2 separate regions of the Capra hircus genome follow, and region 1 is linked to region 2. The links are chromatin contacts, called in public Hi-C maps. All regions are on one chromosome and are shown on one strand. Each heading gives the region's core, a stretch centred on a gene start, on an enhancer-like site or on the middle of the called end of the contact. The rest is flanking DNA. Distances are from core to core; before and after follow the strand shown.

Evidence for each region. A called contact is a pair of places that touch in the nucleus more often than the background predicts.
Region 1: a Hi-C map of blood shows a contact between it and region 2, with 3 times the contacts expected there. The contact joins two enhancer-like sites. A contact is called at or near these places in 3 of 5 Hi-C or Micro-C datasets (all in blood).

What each region holds. Positions count from the first base shown.
Region 1 is chr15:29,619,734-29,625,962 of ARS1.2, forward strand. It overlaps DNAJB13 (dnaJ homolog subfamily B member 13), which reads right to left. Exons shown (of 8, transcript XM_005689963.2): 6 at 5,553-5,666; 7 at 5,193-5,269; 8 at 4,270-4,605. The coding sequence ends at 4,452. It overlaps UCP2 (uncoupling protein 2), which reads left to right. Exons shown (of 6, transcript NM_001314147.1): 5 at 284-464; 6 at 778-917. The coding sequence ends at 892. Among named protein-coding and RNA genes, the nearest start is that of UCP2, 5.0 kb to the left of the region's middle. Within about 2 kb of position 4,403, at least 1 of the 5 cell types and tissues checked has an H3K27ac peak or open chromatin away from gene starts, as enhancers often do.
Region 2 is chr15:29,517,161-29,522,899 of ARS1.2, forward strand. It overlaps C2CD3 (C2 domain-containing protein 3), which reads left to right. Exons shown (of 31, transcript XM_018059360.1): 18 at 1,368-1,551; 19 at 2,326-2,498; 20 at 4,138-4,261. Among named protein-coding and RNA genes, the nearest start is that of C2CD3, 60 kb to the left of the region's middle. Within about 2 kb of position 2,196, at least 1 of the 5 cell types and tissues checked has an H3K27ac peak or open chromatin away from gene starts, as enhancers often do.

The sequences.
Region 1 (6,229 bases), core at 3,153-5,652, 100 kb after region 2:
AAGCAGGAGCCAGTGTGGATCTGCCTGGAGACCACATCCTTCATCCCATTTCCCCTTTGCTTATGCAGTGAGTTTCTCTCACTGAATTGAAGCCAGCTGGGGTGAAGTTGCCACCATGCACCTTGAGGCCCTGAGGCTACATGGGCAAAACGACTCAGAGGCACTGGGAGAGTTTCCCACTGGAGTCCCTGGGTCTAAAACCACGAGACCATAGTTACTTCAATCATCTCCTTCTGGAATTATTGGGGGAGGAGTCCTGATGCCCCCTACTCCTCCTTGACAGACGACCTCCCTTGCCACTTTACTTCTGCCTTCGGGGCGGGCTTCTGCACCACCGTCATCGCCTCCCCTGTTGACGTGGTCAAGACGAGATACATGAACTCTGCCCTGGGCCAGTACAGCAGCGCTGGCCACTGTGCCCTCACCATGCTCCAGAAGGAGGGACCCCAAGCCTTCTACAAAGGGTGAGCCTCTGACCTGTCCCCCCAAGTTCCAGGCCTCCTGCCCCCCCGTACCTGTCACACAAATGAGAACCACTGGGCCTGAGTGGCAACCACATGTCAACAGTTTCTGATCCTGGTCCTGGCATTCTCATGCTCTTAACTCCTCCCTCCTGGAGCTGCTGTCATGCCTGTTTTATGGGTGTTAGAACGGAGACTCCCAGGAGACTGTTGCCCACAGCTCCATTTCTTGGGCCATCCTGACTTCCTGGGAGGCAGAGCATCTGTCAGGATGCCAGGGTGCACTAGAGATGACCTGTGTTTTCTCCCCCTCTAGGTTCATGCCCTCCTTTCTCCGCTTGGGATCCTGGAACGTGGTGATGTTCGTCACCTACGAGCAGCTGAAGCGGGCCCTCATGGCTGCCCGCGCTTCCCGGGAGGCTCCCTTCTGAGCACCTGCTGACCCGATCAGCATTGGCTCCAGCTGCAGCCTGGCCCCGCTTCCTTTTTCTTCCTCCCCTTCTCCCCTTCCCTCTCTTCCCATCCCTCTCTTCTGCTCCCTCTCCCACCACCTCCCTTCCCCCTCCCCACATTCTCACCCCTCAGCTCCCCATAGCCTCTCACAGTCCAGGTGGAGTTGACCCCAGCTGACACTGTGGAAAGCCTGGCATTATCCAGGATCTCAAGCCCCCAGTCCCCTAGAAAGCCCTCAGCCTGACTCTTCATCCTGCTTCCTGCCCCCGAGCCCAACTAGCACGTCACCCATAAAACAAGCTCAACCTTGGCGTCTCCTCCCTCTCTATCACCACAGGTCTTGGTCTACTGGGCCCTTTTGGCACCTGGTGGGCAGGGGAGGAGCCACCTGACTTGAAAAGGGGGGCGGGCCTGTCTTTCTCCAGCAGTCCGCTCTGGTTGGAGACCATCTGGTCCACCTCCGTCTCCAGACCAGGCCAGGGCTGAGATGGGAAGTGAAGGAGCGGCCTGGAGTCCACAGTTGCCTGGCTCTCTCGCCAGACCACTTGAGCTTTCACTCACCAGCTCCTGGTACTCCAGCACCTGCCTCCAACCCCTCAGTAGGCCCTGGGCGTGTTATTCTGCAGAATGAGTGTTCCTGTTTGCCCTCCATCTCCTGTGCTGCTTGGAAGATTTAGAGGAACTTGGGGATCTTGGATGCTGTGACTAATTTTATTCCACTTTACAAGTGGGAAACCCACCTCCCCCAAGTCCCAGGCCTAGTGAGGGCAAGTCCATCCTCCACAGTCACACCCTTAGGGGGCAGCATGGCCTACAGCAGGCTGCAGAGCAGACACCCAGCCTCAGCCTGAGGAGTCTTTCCATTTAGTTTCACCCTCACCCCAGGCTAGAGATCCCAGGCAGGGAGGTGATGACAAGCAAGGGTGTCAGCCTCCCTGCCCCTCTTCCTGCTACCTGGCCTCAGTCAGGAAAACAGATGGGCAGAGCTATTCTGTTTCAAGGGTTTGGGGACTCTGAGGTTCCCCTTATCTCAAGGCATCTCATGTACAGCTGGGCCCTTGGAATTAAGCCATCCAGGCCCATTTTATAGATGTCTGAAGAAGCTGAAGGCTGGGACAGGTCACGCAGCCAAGGACACATAGGAGATCTGCAGCTGAACTGAGTCTGGGAACCAGATTCCTCCCTCCCCCTGTGTACCAGTGCTGGGGAGCTGGTGCTGGGGTCCTTCAGGAGTCCTGTTAGGTGGCTGTGGATCCAGGCCCAGAGACCTTCCTGCTTCAGCCAGCTGGTACTACCAGGCCTTCCCCAGTAGTCAGAGTTGGAGGCTGGGCCCTTCAGTGCTCAGGCAAGGGGTCCCACATGTTAGGGTTGTGGAGAAGGAAAGAGGGCCCAGGATTCCTCACTTGAGCTGAGGTGTCAGTCCCCAGGAGGGACAAGGTTGGGTGTCATGAATCAAGCCAGGGTGGCAAGGGGTCAGCCTAAACAGGGGATCCAGTCAGTGTGCTTAATGCACCCTAATTCTCACATTAATCCTGTGAAACAGGCTATTCACTGTTTTGCACCAGAGGAAACCGAGGGGCAGTTTGTTGCCCCAGGCGTGTTTGTCAGCTGGCTCATGGAACAGTCTTGTGTTTCAGACACTCGCTTGGGCATGAGACCACCAGACTTCATTGTTCTAGGAATGATCCTGAGACAGGAACTGGGAGAGGTTGTAGGAACACTGACCAGCATACCAGTAGGCCGCAGTAACTCCTCCCTCACTGCCTGTAGAATACCAGACACGCAGCACTGAAGACCACACTGACCTAATAACGATCTCCTAAATGGCTCTCATCAGGCCTGAAACCAGGCTTCCTTGAGAATCACCACGAGGCAGAGGTTAGGAGCAGGCCCTACTGCTGGCCTAGAGGAGAGCTAGACTGCCAGAGTTTTACCAGGCAGGTCCTCACCCACTCGCTGTCAAACCAGGGCACCTAGTACCACCTCTCCACCTAGGTCCTGCCTCACGGCAGAGTCTGCTCCACTCCTCTGGTTTCTACTCATAACCTAACCCTGTCCTTGGGGACTATAAGACTTCAGCTCAGAAGTAAGGTGTGGAATCCTTGGCCTGCAAGATAGGGATCATAAACAGCTTCAAAGAGGTGAAGTGATTTGCTCAAAGGCACACAGCTGGCAAGAACTCCTGGGGGTGTACCTAACTCCAAAGCCCACATTATTTAGTGAACCGTGGGTCAGATTCTACATCTCAAGGTCTGCAGCTTTCTCCCTGATGGCTTGAAATGGCTTAAGCTAATATGATATTTTGAATGGTGGAATCGAAGCAATATCTATTCTATGGGGCCCTCTTTTGGCCCACCTCGTTTTTTTTGAGGCGGGGAAGGGGCTGCACTGCGAGGCTTATGGGATCTTAGTCCTCCAACCAGGGATTGAACCCTCACTTTTTTTTTTTTTTTTTGAACCCTCACTCTTGACAGAGAAAGCAGAGAGTCCTAACCACTGGACCACCAGGGAATTCCCTCTGGTGTCTCTTAAGTCATTCCATGTAAGTGGCCACCCTCTCTGTCATAAGCTTGAATCTCTCCTAGCCCAAGCCCAGACTTCAGTGAGGGGTGCCTCCCTGGGCACAGAAGGCAGACTGGGGAAGCAGGTGTGGTCTGCACAAGCCCAGGTGGGCCTGGAGGCTGGCACTCCCATAGGCCATATTGGCAGCAATGCTGTAACCCTGATACCTATGCCATGAGTTCACCAAGCACTTTCACATCAGTGAGCAGCCTGAGGAGGGTTATGGGTTCTGCTTTACCAGCAAGATGGATAATAATGTCCAAAGGGGCAGGGGCAGGATTAGAAGCAGAGCCCAGTTCTAAGAACCTGCCTAGTTCTAGCTCAGGACCCACTGCACAGAACCAGCAATGGAGACTGGCAAGGCAGAAACCTAAGCCATTTCTGGCACTGTGTCCTTTGCGCTGCCTCTAAGCAGAGTGAAGTTGTGAGAAGTGGCCTTCAAGGTTCTGATGTAGCTTTGCCACTGAGCCCTGTGTGACCTGGGACAAGTGTTTTGCTCTCTGTGCTTCAGTTTTCCTGAGTACACTGTGACTGTATCACACTAGAGACTGCTCTTCCAAAGAGCTTGTGTCATGAGAAATAGATCTGGGGACCCTCAAAGATGATGCCTCATGCACCTCACTATCAAGGTGGGAGCACAGAGGCTCTGAACCCTAAGAGACCTGGCCAGGCTCACATAGGATGGGGTCCCAGCTCCTCAATTTCTTGGGCCCCGCCCTTGCCTCTGCTCCACGAGAAGGGCTGTATAAAGCTCTTCTCCATCTAACACATAACTCTCCTGGGTGTAGCTGGAGGATAGGAAATAAAACTTTATTGTGTCAGTTCAAAAGTCCCATGCCATCCAGTCCTCATGTCCTGTCTGTGCAGTGGGCAGGCTCCCCTGCACACCCTGAGGCTGGGTAGGGGTGGGGTCAGGCCCCGCTCACTTTCCCCTTCCCTTGCTCAGCCTCCAGCCCACCCGAGTTACGAATTACGTTATGTCAGCAACGCTTGGCGCAGCATCTGCTTCTTCTGGGGTGTGAGGCGGGTGGGGAACTGGATGTCGAAGTAAATGAAGAGGTCCCCCTTCTTGGTGGGGTCCTCCGGCAGTGGCATCCCCTCCCCTGGCACCTTCTTGAAGTACTTGGGGCTGAGATAGGGGAAGATGAAAGAAGGGAACTCAGAGGGCACGAGAGCCAGACATCTGCCCCTGCTCACCTCAGGCATGCAGCAGTCACCAGCTTCTAGAACCAGTGGCAGGGGAGAGGAGACTGGCTTGTTCCAGACAGCTTGCTCCCTGGAAATCCATTTACACTGAGTCTCTGATTCCAGAGGATTCCAGGAATCTCATTTAGATGGAAACCAGGACAAGGAGGGAAGGAAAGTGAGCAGACCCTGGGTTGGAGTGGGGAGTGCTTGGTTGCCAAGCTTCCCACACAGAGGACTGGGGAAGGGGCTTGGGGGATGCAGCTTAGAGTTCTGGAAATTCTAGAGGATGAGGACAACAGGGATTTCCTAACAATGGGGGCCTCTAGCCTCCACGATGACTTCATACAAGTAAAAAAGGCACTCCATTTGTCAAATGAATGCAGCCCACAGCTTGGCCAGAATGGGGGCTGGATTTCGATCCCTCTCACCCCCTTGAACTGGGTGCCACCTGAACAACTGTACCAGGCAAGCCTCTAAGGACCAGGAAGCCCTTCTCCCGTCTATTGGGGCCCAAGTAAATGGACTCACTGGACTATGTCATTGATGGGGATGTTGAGCAGACGGTCATCTAGGGTCTTCACCTCTACAGTGCAGCAGGTCAGAGCCTAGGGGACATGAAGGCCAAAAGTGGGAGTGGTCCCTATGTCCATTTTGTTTGGAAGGTACTTTATGAGACTATCTGATGCCAGGCTCTAAGCTGGACCTCAAGGAGACAAAAGGATGTTCAAGGACTAACAGGTGAGTGAGCTGAGCAATTACCTACCTTCAGGAGTTCACAGTCTGGGAGAAAAGAGTGACATTGATATATGTTATGATAGAGGGAGGTAAAGGGGTTGGTGGAGCCCAGGTGATCTGCCCACCCTTTGCTCCTCCACTGTGCCCACTCACCTTGCCCAAGGGGATGGAGTTCACAAAAAACAGGTTGTCATTCTCCCTGCGGAAGCGAGGGTGTAGCTTCTCTTTTACAATGAAGATGATGTCGGCTGGGATGATGTTGGGACCCTGGGCAGGGGAGGCCAAGGGGTGACAAGGACTAATTGGCTATGGACCTTGGCCAAGTTCCTTTCTCTATTGTCTCCAAATCTTCATCTGAACAACAAGGAGATTAGACCAGTTTTTTCTGGAAGGGCCTTTCCATTTTGGCCTTAGAAAGAAACCTACCCCAATGACTGCACACACCCACTCCCTGCCCATCACCCTCCCCTTGCCATTACTTTGCAGCCCAAGTAGATCAACACAGCTGGAGGGCAGCATACTGGGTTGGGGTCAGAGTACTGCCTGCAAGACTGTCCTGCCACGCTTCATTAAGCCCCAGAACTCTGCTGGAACTCCTGTGGGAGTTCGACAGAGGAACAGAGGAATCAGACTGGCCCCTACCCACCAGGGCTTCCAGTCTGGGGGAAGCAGGGACACAGTGAATCCTCAAGACTGAGATAAAGGGAACCCAGCGGTGGCAGCTCAGAGAGAGGTCAGGGACGGCTGCCTGCAGAGGGGAGCTTTAGAACTGGGTGGGTTTTTTAATTTAATTTAATTTAATTTAATTTATTTGGCTGTGATGGGTCTTG
Region 2 (5,739 bases), core at 946-3,445:
AGATACCCTGAGTTTTTGCTTTTCTTAAATTGTTTTTCATAACATTTTATTTTGATTTGATTTCAAATTTATGGAAAAGTTGCAAAAATAGTACAAAGTATTCCTGTATACCCTTTACCTAAATCCATCAATCATTTACATTTTGTCTCATTTAACATCATTTACAAGCCTCTTCACTCTATCTCTTAACATAGTCAATTCTTATTATCCATCATAATTATATTCTATAAGGTCATCAAGAGTGCTAAATTAAGAGAGAATACTGAACCATTGTTACTAGGGGAAATATATACATATATATCTCACGTAGATCATAATCTTAAATCCTAAAGCAACTTACCCTGGTAGATTCTAGTGTCTTTATTTTACAGAAGAGAAAGCAAGGTTCAGAGTGTTAGTGACTATGGCCACCCCACTAAGAAGTCCCAAGGTTGGCATTTAAACCCTGTCCAACTGACCTTAATGTCGAGTTCCTGCACTACATTGTACTGTCCCTTACTATCTCTATCCTTGGGTCATCTCTGAGAGCTCGAACAAGAGGACAGAAGTGTCGTCTTGTTTGATTGCAGCTGGGAATGAGCAAGTTGGGTGACTCAAATTTTCTGTCATTCTGAGCATGTCCTTAAGTAACTGTGAAAGTGCTGCCAGGATTGGTTTTGAGGTTCAAATAATGGACTTGTACCCAGGATATATAAAGCACTCTTAACAAATCAGTAATAAAAAGACAACCCAGTTTAAAAATGGGCAAAGGATCTGAATAGACACTCCTCTATATAGAAATGGCTAATAAGCACATGAAAAGATGGTTAAAATGATTAGTCACTTGGGAGATAAAGATCAAAACAATAGCAAGGTACCACTTCATACTCGCTGAGATGGCTGTATATATTTTTTTTAAATAGATTAATAAGTGTTGGTAAGAAAGTAAAGAAAATAAAGTGCTGGAGCTCACACACACTGTCCACCAACAAAGGAATTTCTTCTGTATTATCATGGCACCTTAGGCGACCATAGCTACTAAGGAAGTGGACCTTGGTAGGAGTAAAGCAGTCAGAAGATACAGATTCTGGTTCCAAGTCTATGACGTACTAGCTCTAAGACCTTTGGATTGACTGTGTAACTTCAAGGTAGCCATATCCTCATCTGTGTAACAGGAGAAATACCTGCTTTCTTTTCCCCTGGAGAAGGGAATGGCTACCCACTCCAGTATTCTTGGCTGGAGAATTCCGTGGACAAAGAAGCCTAGGGGGCTACAGTCTATTATGAGGATACAATTGAATAATACTGGATATTAACATTCTCTCTTATTATATTTAAGGCACTTAATGATGTGTTGAATTTTTCTGAACTTCTTTTCTTTTCCAAAGGAATCACCCTGAAGCCTTTTAGATCTGCAGCCACGCTCTGTGTTCCAGACCCCGTCTTTAACAGTGGACACCATCACTCCCTCCTGTTGCCAGCTGAGGTTCCAGTGCAAAGGCTCCTGCTTAGCGCCTTCTCTGCACATGGGCTTGTCCCTGGAGGTGGAGTCCAGTTTGAAATCTGGTGCAGGTACAGTATGGATAATCCATTCCTGTGCCTGGGAAAGAAGTGCACAGTCATAGAGCATCCTTCCGTTAATTAGCCCTGGTTGAACTGTAAGCAAAGTGACCCCTTCTGCCCTGTTTAATATTATTTAGGATTTTGGTAGTGACTCTTATCCAGCTTTTACCATAATCTGTTAAATTATTAGGCTTTTGGGGGCACTTTGTATCTCTTGCTTCTAACCACTACTTATATTTGGAAGAGAAGTTTTCATTTTTATCTCCTACTGTCACTTAACATGTATTAGTCACCTTTCTTCTGCTTCTCTTTTTGCCTTACGTTGTTCAGGCCCTTGCTATATCATGCCTCAATTACTGTAATACCCTCCTAACTGGTCTCTTCACTTCTAGACTCATTTCTTGTAATCTGTTCTTCCCACCACCAGAAGACTAGCCTTTGTGAAATAATAATCCCACTCATGGCACAGAACCACTTGTGCTGCAGGATGGATGTTGTCAGGAGCGGTTACTCCCAAAGGGCAAAGCCAGATGCTGAGTCCTCAACCGAAAACCTGTGAGAAGCTGGGCTTTGTCTTGAACACAGAGTATAATTTATGGGGCTCCTCCTGCAGGTTATGGGCAGTAAATCCAGCCAGACACAACCACAGCTGCATACCACAAATATAGAACAGTCGGGCTCCAAAGAAAACTAGATACTGAAAGCTTATCCCTGGAACAGACTGAATCATTCGTCCACCTAATTCTTTGAGCTGACGACAGCTTGTGCTTTTGTGGCTTACAGATACTATTATCCTAATGTGAGAGACCAGATGGTCGCCAAAGGAACCTTGCCATTATCGAGGATCTGTGCCATGGTAACCATGCAGCACCGTGAGGATGGTGGCATACAGACCTTTAATCTCCCTTTAACCCCCAGGCTTGAGAATAGGAAAGAACTGAGGAACCAGTCATCAGGTAATTGAAGATGTTTACCTTTCGCTTTCAAAGGTAGGATATGTGAATATCCCTTTTCCCTCTAAATTAGTGATTCTTCACATTTTGTGGTACTTACCTTTTCAGAATTTGATAAAAACTGAGGTACCTTCTCTTAGAAAGTGAATAGAATACATACTGCAAATTTTGAATATAATTTTAGAAAATTCATAGTTATGTAGATTGTGTACATAAATGTTGCTTATCTCACCTTTAACTTCAGTAGCATTTGACAAGCCCTCAAGACACAAATCCCAAGTATTATGTAGGTATACTCGGAAAATTATTATTCTAAGGCAACATGATGTAGGATTGGAAGAAAATAGCATGAAGTGGAAATTCACTGTGAGGGAAGAGAGAGTCAGGATTTAAAGTTAGAAGGGATTAGTTAGAATTGGAGTTTTGAATTCTATCCTAATGGTTCCAGCAAGATGACCTATCCTTCTAATACATCATGAATAACTAGAATGAACCTCATAAATCAAGTTACTCTTCCCTCTTACTGGAGAGTATCTGCCCAAACAAAGGCTTTATCTTGTTAGATTGAGTTGTTCCTCCTTACCCTCACTGATCAGCTTGTTCTGTTCCTTAAAGCTTTCCCTGGGGACTTCTCTGGTGGCACAAGAGATAAGAATCCACCTGCCAGTGCAGAGGATATGGGTTTGATCCCTAGTCCAGGAAGATTCCACATGCTGTAGAGCAAGTAGAGCCCAAGAGCCGGGACTGCTGAGCCCCCCTGCTGCAACTACTGAAGCCCGTGAACCTAGAGCCTGTGCTCCGCAACAAGGGAAGCCTCCGCAATGAGAAGCATGCACACCATAACTAAGAGGAGCCCCTACTCTCTACCACTAGAGAAAGTCCATATGCAGCAGCTGAGACCAGTGCAATCAAAAATAAGTAATTTAAATACAATGTTTATTTTTATTTTTGGCTGCACTGGGTCTTCATTACTATGTGGACTTCTTCTCTAGTTTCAGCAAGTGGGGGCTACTCTTTGTTAAGGTGTGTGGGCCCTCTTGTTGCAGAGCATAGGCTCTAGGGCACATGGGCTCAGTGGTTATAGTACTTGGGCTTAGTTGCCCTGCAGCACATGAAATCTTCCTGGACCAGGGATCAAACTCATGTCCCCTGCCTTGACAAGTAGATTCCCAACCACTGGAATACCGGGGAAGTCCAGGAGAATTCTTATTAAAAGATGGCATGTGAAGGTGTTTCAGGTGGTGGTAGTAGGAGGGTGATAGAAATGTGTGATTGTGAAAACCTTTTAAAGATTGTAAAAAACAAAGGTTAGAGTCCATCTCGATTCTATAAAAATAACTGGGATTACGTTCTGCCTCTGTTAGTTATGTGATTTTTACAAGCAGTTGAATCTCTGAACCATAGTTTTCATAGATATAAAGTGAAAATTGTGACTTCTATTCTGCTTTATTAATCCTAAAGTACAAAAATATAATGTGATTCTGACCATAGACAGATTGTTTCACTGCTGAGGCCCCTTACTGTTCATTAGGATTATAGTGTTTAACCTCTTCCTTCCTTCCTGACTAGGATTTAGGATTTGGTTGAACAGAAGATTATTTCAACCAACCATTTGATTTTTCCTTTCACCCTCATTCTTCAGGTTTACTGGATGTGGGCCTAAGGTACAGGCGTACTCCAAGGACAGCAGAGGGAGTTCTCGCTGCCCGAACTGTCTCCATCTCAGTCCAGATTATCAGAGCCTGTGGTTTACAAGCAGCAGCCAAGTAAGTTCACCTTAGAAAAGCAATTCTCAAACCAAACCTTTCTCCATTGCAGTCCACATAATTTGTGATGCTCAGATAACATAAAACTTCCTTGGGTACAGTCTTCAGTTTATTAACCACAATTCTGCTCTTTTCTTTTTCTCTTAAGAAAGCACATAGGAATATAAGTGAATAAATCACTTGCAAATGTTGCTGTTTTAACTGTTATTAGCAACTTAGTTCCTTGACCTTGTCTAGCAGTTTATCCTCTACCCTGTTGCTGCTAATGTTGAGTCGCATAAGTCATGCTCTTTACAACCCCAAAGACTGTAGCCCACCAGGCTCCTCTGTCCATGGGATTCTCCAGGCAAGAATACTGGAGTGGGTTGCTGTTCCCTTCTGCAGGAGATCCTCCTGACCTGGGGACTGAACCCAGACCTCCCCTGTTGTAGGCAGATTACCATGTGAGCCACTGGGGAAGCCCTCTACCCTACTCACCCCTTAACCCAAGGTCAGACCCTATGCCCTCCACCATGCCAAGCCCAATCACTATTACAGATCCTCTTATATTATCATGTTCAGTCTGAGTACCACCTTCTGTTTTTCTGGCTCATTCCCCTTTAGTCTGTTGTCAGTACAGAAGCCAGTGAGCTTATAAAAACTTAAATAGATCTTGACACACATCTACTTAAAACCCACCAATGCCTTTCCATCTCATTTAAAGTAAAAACCAGAGCCTTTTAAATGGTTGTAAGGCCCCACATGATCTGACTCCATTATCTTTATGACCTCCTCTCTTGGAAGCTGCTGCTCTGCTCACTCCACTCCAGCCACTGGCTTTTTTATTGCTTCTGCACACATGCTCTTCTTCCCCTCAGGGCCTTTGCCTTGCTGTTTTCTCTGCCTGAAATACTGTTTGTATAAACAGCATGGCTTCGCTTGCCTCCATTGCTCATTCCTGTCTCTACTTTGGATGTTCTTCCTTATTTTGTCCTCTAAACAAACTTCCGTTTTCATCAAGGCTTTGCAGCCTTCCTCCATCTCTCCCTATATGTTGATAGAATTGGTGCTTTGTCCTTTGTCTGCTAGCTCCATGTTGTAGCACATAGCAGTCTGTTTCCATTACTTGCAGACATGAGTTTTCCTCCACTAGGCTGTGCATTCCTCTGCATACACACACTGCCTGAACTCTTCTCTGTACCCCCACCACAGAGCATTGTTCCAGCACATAACAAGTGCTCAGCTAAGAAGGAGAATTTGGGACTTCCCTGGTGGTCCAGTGGCTAAGACGCCATACTTCCGATCCAGGGGGCCCAGGTTCAGTCCCTGGTCAGGGATCTGGATCCTGTATACCACAAGTAAGAGTTCATATGCTGCAACTAAAGGGCCCATATGCCGTGACTAAGACCCAGTAGGGCCAAATAAATCAGTTCAGTGTAGACACTCAGTGGTGTCCGACTCTGTGACCCCATGGACTACAGCATTCCAGGCCTCCCGTT